Linked DNA regions of Mus musculus: region 1 is linked to region 2. A link is a contact called in public HiChIP or PLAC-seq data. All regions are on one chromosome and are shown on one strand. Each heading gives the region's core, a stretch centred on a gene start, on an enhancer-like site or on the middle of the called end of the contact. The rest is flanking DNA. Distances are from core to core; before and after follow the strand shown.

What was found. HiChIP or PLAC-seq counts read pairs in DNA pulled down with a chosen protein or histone mark.
Region 1: a contact with region 2 is called in an H3K27ac HiChIP or PLAC-seq map of embryonic stem cells, with 5 read pairs. The contact joins the promoter of Med9 here to the promoter of Prss38 in region 2. A contact is called at or near these places in 1 of 39 promoter capture datasets (cranial neural crest) and 2 of 115 datasets of contacts at active chromatin or transcription factors (embryonic stem cells and pancreatic cancer cells).

The regions. Positions count from the first base shown.
Region 1 is chr11:59,946,835-59,949,534 of GRCm38.p6, reverse strand. It overlaps Med9 (mediator complex subunit 9), which reads right to left and starts at 1,321. Exons shown (of 2, transcript NM_138675.3): 1 at 1,057-1,321. The coding sequence starts at 1,268. It overlaps Med9os (mediator complex subunit 9, opposite strand), which reads left to right and starts at 1,388. Exons shown (of 2, transcript NR_045273.1): 1 at 1,388-1,711; 2 at 2,439-2,643.
Region 2 is chr11:59,374,349-59,377,048 of GRCm38.p6, reverse strand. Prss38 (protease, serine 38) reads left to right here and starts at 1,396. Exons shown (of 5, transcript NM_001045521.1): 1 at 1,396-1,554; 2 at 1,730-1,892; 3 at 2,612-2,700. The coding sequence starts at 1,419. Gm15755 (a long non-coding RNA gene) reads right to left here and starts at 1,635. Exons shown (of 3, transcript XR_388692.4): 1 at 1,164-1,635.

The DNA of each region.
Region 1 (2,700 bases), core at 72-2,571, 570 kb before region 2:
TACCGCGAGTGCTCTTACCCACCAACCTGTCCAACTCCCAGTGTTGCTAAGAATCCTGACTGCACAAAGAGGCACCAGGCAGTAACTGTTCCGCGTCACCTAAGTTTATCAAAGCACACTTGAGAATGCTTGCACCAAAAAGTGTACCTCTTGGAAATGACCCAAGCGTATATGGAGTGAGCAAAAACATAGGCCATCATGGAGACTGGAGACTTTGGGCCTAAAAGACCATACATCCTTGTATATTCTATTAGAATTATTAGAATAAAGTTAATAGTGGGACACAATCATTCAGAGCAACTTCTGTGTCTTCGTTTCAAATGTTTCCTAGCATCACTTCTCCCCTCTCCACTTGTTTGTTTGGAGACAGGGTTTCTCTGGATAGCCCTGGCTGTCCTGGAACTCACTCTGTAAACCAGGCTGGCCTCGAACTCAGAAATCCGCCTGCCTCTGCCTCCCAAGTGCTGGGATTAAAGGTGTGCGCCATCTCTCCACTTTTAAGAATGTTTGTTTGTTTTTCTTTGCTTGTAACCGTTAAGCCCTGTAAGGGTAAATGGCTGCTCCTTTCTTTACGGTGTACAACCCTAGTACCTAACAGAGCCCACACAGGTAAGATGCCTCGCATTGAAATGGGTACTAAACTGTGTACACGGTGAGAATCTCGAGTCTGAACGTCTGAGGTCCACCAAAATTCGAACACTTTTCGGGGCTCATATAATGCCACAAGTGAGAAATTCCGCTCTGGGCTTCATGCGAACAGTCAAAACGCAGGCGAATTAAAACAACTGTATAAAATTGCCTTCGGGCTATGTGTAAGGACTTAAGACCCATCCCCAAGTCACTGCAGGATCTGGGATGGGACACTGCAGAACCTATCTATGCATTTGATCAGTACGTGGGCTTCACCCGGGAGTAAAGTGTAACTCTTAAGGCGCCTGACAACGTGGGCCCTCTGGGAAAATGGGGCGTGGTCCAGAGCCCACGGGCTTTGGCAGCTCGGAACCAGGGACACTAGAGTCGCAAAAAGTGGTGTCTTAACCTTTCCTAGACCCTTACCATTTGATGACATTGTGAACCAACGGCAAAAAGGAGTAATTCTCCTCCTTCGCGCCAGCGGGGGACTGAGGCCGCGGAGCCGCCGGCGGCGGGAGCGCAGCGACCGGCAGAGGCTGAGGCGGTGGTGGCGGCTTGGACTCCGGCAGCAGCTCGGGCGGTGGCTGTAGCGTATCTTCGGCCTGTCTCCCACCCGCCACCCCAGAGGAAGCCATAGCACCAGGAGTCCAGCAGCTGCCGAGGGGCGCTGGGTGCTTGCGTCACAACTGCGCGCCCGGGGAGGCCGGGCGGGAAAAAACTCTGAGTCTGCGCCCTGGGCGTAGGCGGGCGGGCGTTGCTAGGCGACGGGTGTCGGGAAAGCTAAATTGAGTAGTCAGGATTAGGGAATCTACTCCAGTCATCTTTCTAGTTCACATGACAGAGAGAGGTCAAAACACCAACGAGGACCCCCGGGACTGGCAGGAAGAACGGATGACGCTGGTGAGCACCGTGTGAAACTGAGGCTCTGCGGCAGCGAGCATCCAGATGACAAGGACTTACACGTCTTTGTGTCATGCTAGCCTCCAGGAGGGCCCCAGACTGGCGACAGCAAAACAGGCCATACAAACTAGTTCCACACGGCTGCCAAGGGGAAAACTAATCGTTCTTCAAGCATTTGGTATGCATCTAGCAGGTGCCAGACTACATACGTATATAAGACTAAGATCTTGGACCAAATAGGAGAACTTTACGATAGGCTTGTATTTATTCATTTCAAGCAAATGGGCTCCATTAAAAATTTTCTGGACAAGGGTAGCAGTAATTCTGATTCTGACTAACAAAAATCAGGGATTAGGGAAGCTGTCAACTGGGAGAGGACATCTGTCTTTGATGACAGGAACCATGTCAGTAAAGAGAGGCCAGGAGCCCACATCTCAGAAACAAAAAGAAGCAGGAACGTGGAACTTCACAATGGTGTTTTCAGGTTTTTTAGCTACAGGTCTCAGAATTGTTTTCTTCAGAGCTGCAGATAGTTCTCTAAACAGAGGCACTGTCAGGAAAAGAATAATCTCAGTGTTGCTCAAAAGAAGACAGAAACAAAGTGAAACAAGGTGATTTATTTATTTCTTGAAAATGAGTGCACCAGAACTCAAGATAAGATAGCAGAAACACTCAACAAAATGGCCACTTTCTTCCATCTCAGGCTTAGGTGCATTTCATCCCATTAGTGGGAACACAACTTCTCAATATGACTCAATGGGCTAATCACCCAAAGGGAAAGGTGGGTGGGGGGAGTGGAGTTAGGGAATACAGGCCCCTGTGGAACTAAGTGTCTGATTAGAAGAACATTTCTCACTGCAGGAAACTGTAGGATTTCCTTCTAACCCAGGACCTCTCCACCTTAGGGGAAGGGCCATGATTCCTGAGGAAGAAGGGAGAAGAGAATGGTCTAAGATGGAACCAGGTGTGCCAGAAAAGACTTGAAGACACCTCTGGAGACATCTGGGAGAATGCATGGTAAAACGGCAGTGTTAGCAAACAGTAGCTATCACTACTACTGTGGAATGAAAGTGACGAGAAACCATTAAAACCCTCATTTAATCCACCGAGAAACTCTGGAAGGTATATCTTAGTTTTCCATTTTATAGAAAAAGAAACAAAAGTTTA
Region 2 (2,700 bases), core at 147-2,646:
CTTAATCACGAAACCATCTCTAGTCTTGGAGGGTTTTTTTGTTTTTTGTTTTTTGTTTTTGTTTTTTTGTTTTTTTGTTTTTTTTTTGAGACAGGGTTTCTCTGTATAGCCCTGGCTGTCCTGGAACTCACTTTGTAAACCAGGCTGGCCTCGAACTCAGAAATCCACCCGCTTCTGCCTCCCAAGTGCTGGGATTAAAGGCATGCACCACCACGCCTGGCTGAGTTTTGTTTTAACATCTGAATTGATGAAGACAATTCCATCGTGTCTCTCCCTGCCCCTGTTAGTTTTTGTTCTAGGCTGTACCTTACTGATAATCTTAATTGCTGAAGCCTTAGAATTCTTCTTGTTTGCCTTCTGTTCAGACTTGCTGTGAATCTAGTGTGATCAGAAACAGCTGTGTTTATGACATCAACCTTTATGCCCAGTATAAGTATACAGTATATTTATGACATCACACCCAAGTGCACAGGACAGCTCCATCCCTTTGACTTCGACAACTCTCGTAAAGTTTTGTAATTTTTCTCATCCTTTATTTCATAGTCTTATGGAATCTTCTCCTTAAAATAGCTTTTAAGGCTGGAGAGATGGCTCAGTGGTTAAGAGCACTGACTGCTCTTCCAGAGGTCCTGAGTTCAATTCCCAGCAACCACATGGTGGCTCCCAACCATCTGTTATGGGATCTGATACACTCTTTTGGTGTGTGTCAGAAGTAAGCTACAGTGTACTCGTATAACTAATAATAAATAAATAGTATTTTTAAAATAGCTTTTAAATTGTGTGTATCTATGTGGGTGAAGCTATGCATACATGAATGAACCTCTAAGGCCATAGGTGACCTGCCTTCCCAGTGATGGGATTAAAGGCATACACCACCATTATCTATCAGCTGGGATCCTCCCTTGAAAGTAAAAAAAAAGGGTTGTCAAAATTTACAAGAAGGGGTAGATTTTACTGTATATAAACAAAGGCTTAATTTTAAAAAAAGATTTCATAGTAGATGGTGCATGTGTAAATAGTAAAAATCTTACAGATCTGAGTCGGCCACTGAGAGATCTTAGAGCAATGGAATTTGAAACACAGAATCCTCAAAAAGAACTTGTATATCCAAGTCTGACCATGGTGTGTGTGTGTGTGTCGCAGGTAGTGTCTGTCGCCCGTACCTGAGGTGAGGTTAGGTCGTCTGGCATCCTGCCCTGTTGGCAGAGTGGTCCTGTTGGCAATCTGCAGTATCAGCCTCCACACAGTTCAGGTTCCTTCCATCCACATCCGCTAGTTCAAAGTCACCTGCTGGGGATGCCACCAACGCATCCAGGATCCAGGGGCCGTCACGTGTCCAGTTCACGTCCTCACCAGTGGAGGCGCTGTCACATTTCCTGGTCAGCTGCCCTCTCCTGCTGGGCTGCGACTCTGGCTTCATGGCCGCCCTCACTTCCGGCTTGGGCGTCCTGGGATACCTGCTGTTTCCGCTTCTACTGGCTTCCCCAACCTGGGTCACATCAGTTAGTCGCCGACACCCAAAAAGCCAGGCAAATTCACTGAGCGGTGACGTGGGTAGGCCCCTGTCCCAGGGTCTCGGTGGTGATCCTTTCTCCCTGGGTGGAACCTCGGCCCTAAGCCCTGGCCTGGCCCCTCCCCACTCAAATACACGATGTCCCTTCCTCCCTCCGTGGCCCGCCCCTCCTGTGGTGTGGCTTTGGGCCCACTCTGCATTTGTCCCCCTCCTCAGCCTGTGGCCAGCCAGTCCTGCAAGGCAAGCTCTTGGGTGGAGAGTTTGCTCGTGATCGGAAATGGCCGTGGCAGGTCAGCTTGCATTACTCTGGCTTTCACATCTGTGGTGGCTCCATCCTCAGTGCCTACTGGGTGCTGTCGGCAGCACACTGCTTTGACAGGTGAGAGGTTCAGGAGCTGTTAGGGGTGATGAGTGGAGCAGGGACACAGGAAAGGAGAGGACTCGACCATGTGCCCATGGCTTGGACTGCTGCAGTCATTGTTGAAGTCGTGCCCCCCCCCCCACACACACCCTCCTCCAACCCCCAACCTAAACACCATAGCTGATGCACTCATTCCCTTGATCTCAGACTTCAAGCTGCTCCCAGTGGACCAGCTTGGATTTATCAGCCCTAGCTGACTGGGCCAGTCAGTACTTAGGTGCATGGCCTGGCCTCTTGAGCACAGTCCTTTACAGACCAGGCTACATCCCCACTTGAGAAGTCTCCATTTACAGTGTGCCCCTGCCCCCAGCTTACCCTCCCTCCTCCAGCAAGGTCCTCCACACTAGAAACCGTGTTCCTCCACAGAACCTTCTTTGGTCAGATGGCCCTGTCTCCCAAGCCTCATCCAGTCAGGCCCACAGGGTTTAATCAGCTATTCAGGAGGAGGCCACAGAGGGGCCCATTGCATGACTATCTGGCTCTCAAAGCCCAGACACAGGCTCCTAAGACTTGATCCCCAAGTCTCCTTCAGTCTAAATCAGGACCTCTGAGGTCAGACTGTCAGATAGGCCTACACTGTGCTGCAAGCAGGCTCACGCTTTCCAACCCGGCAGACCCTGTCTGTGGGCTGGTGAGACAGGGGGCTGCAAGCAGTTGGCTTCTGTTCTGCTTGGCAGGGGGAAGAAACTCGAAACCTATGATATATATGTGGGCATCACCAACCTTGAGAAGGCCAACAGACATACTCAGTGGTTTGAGATTTACC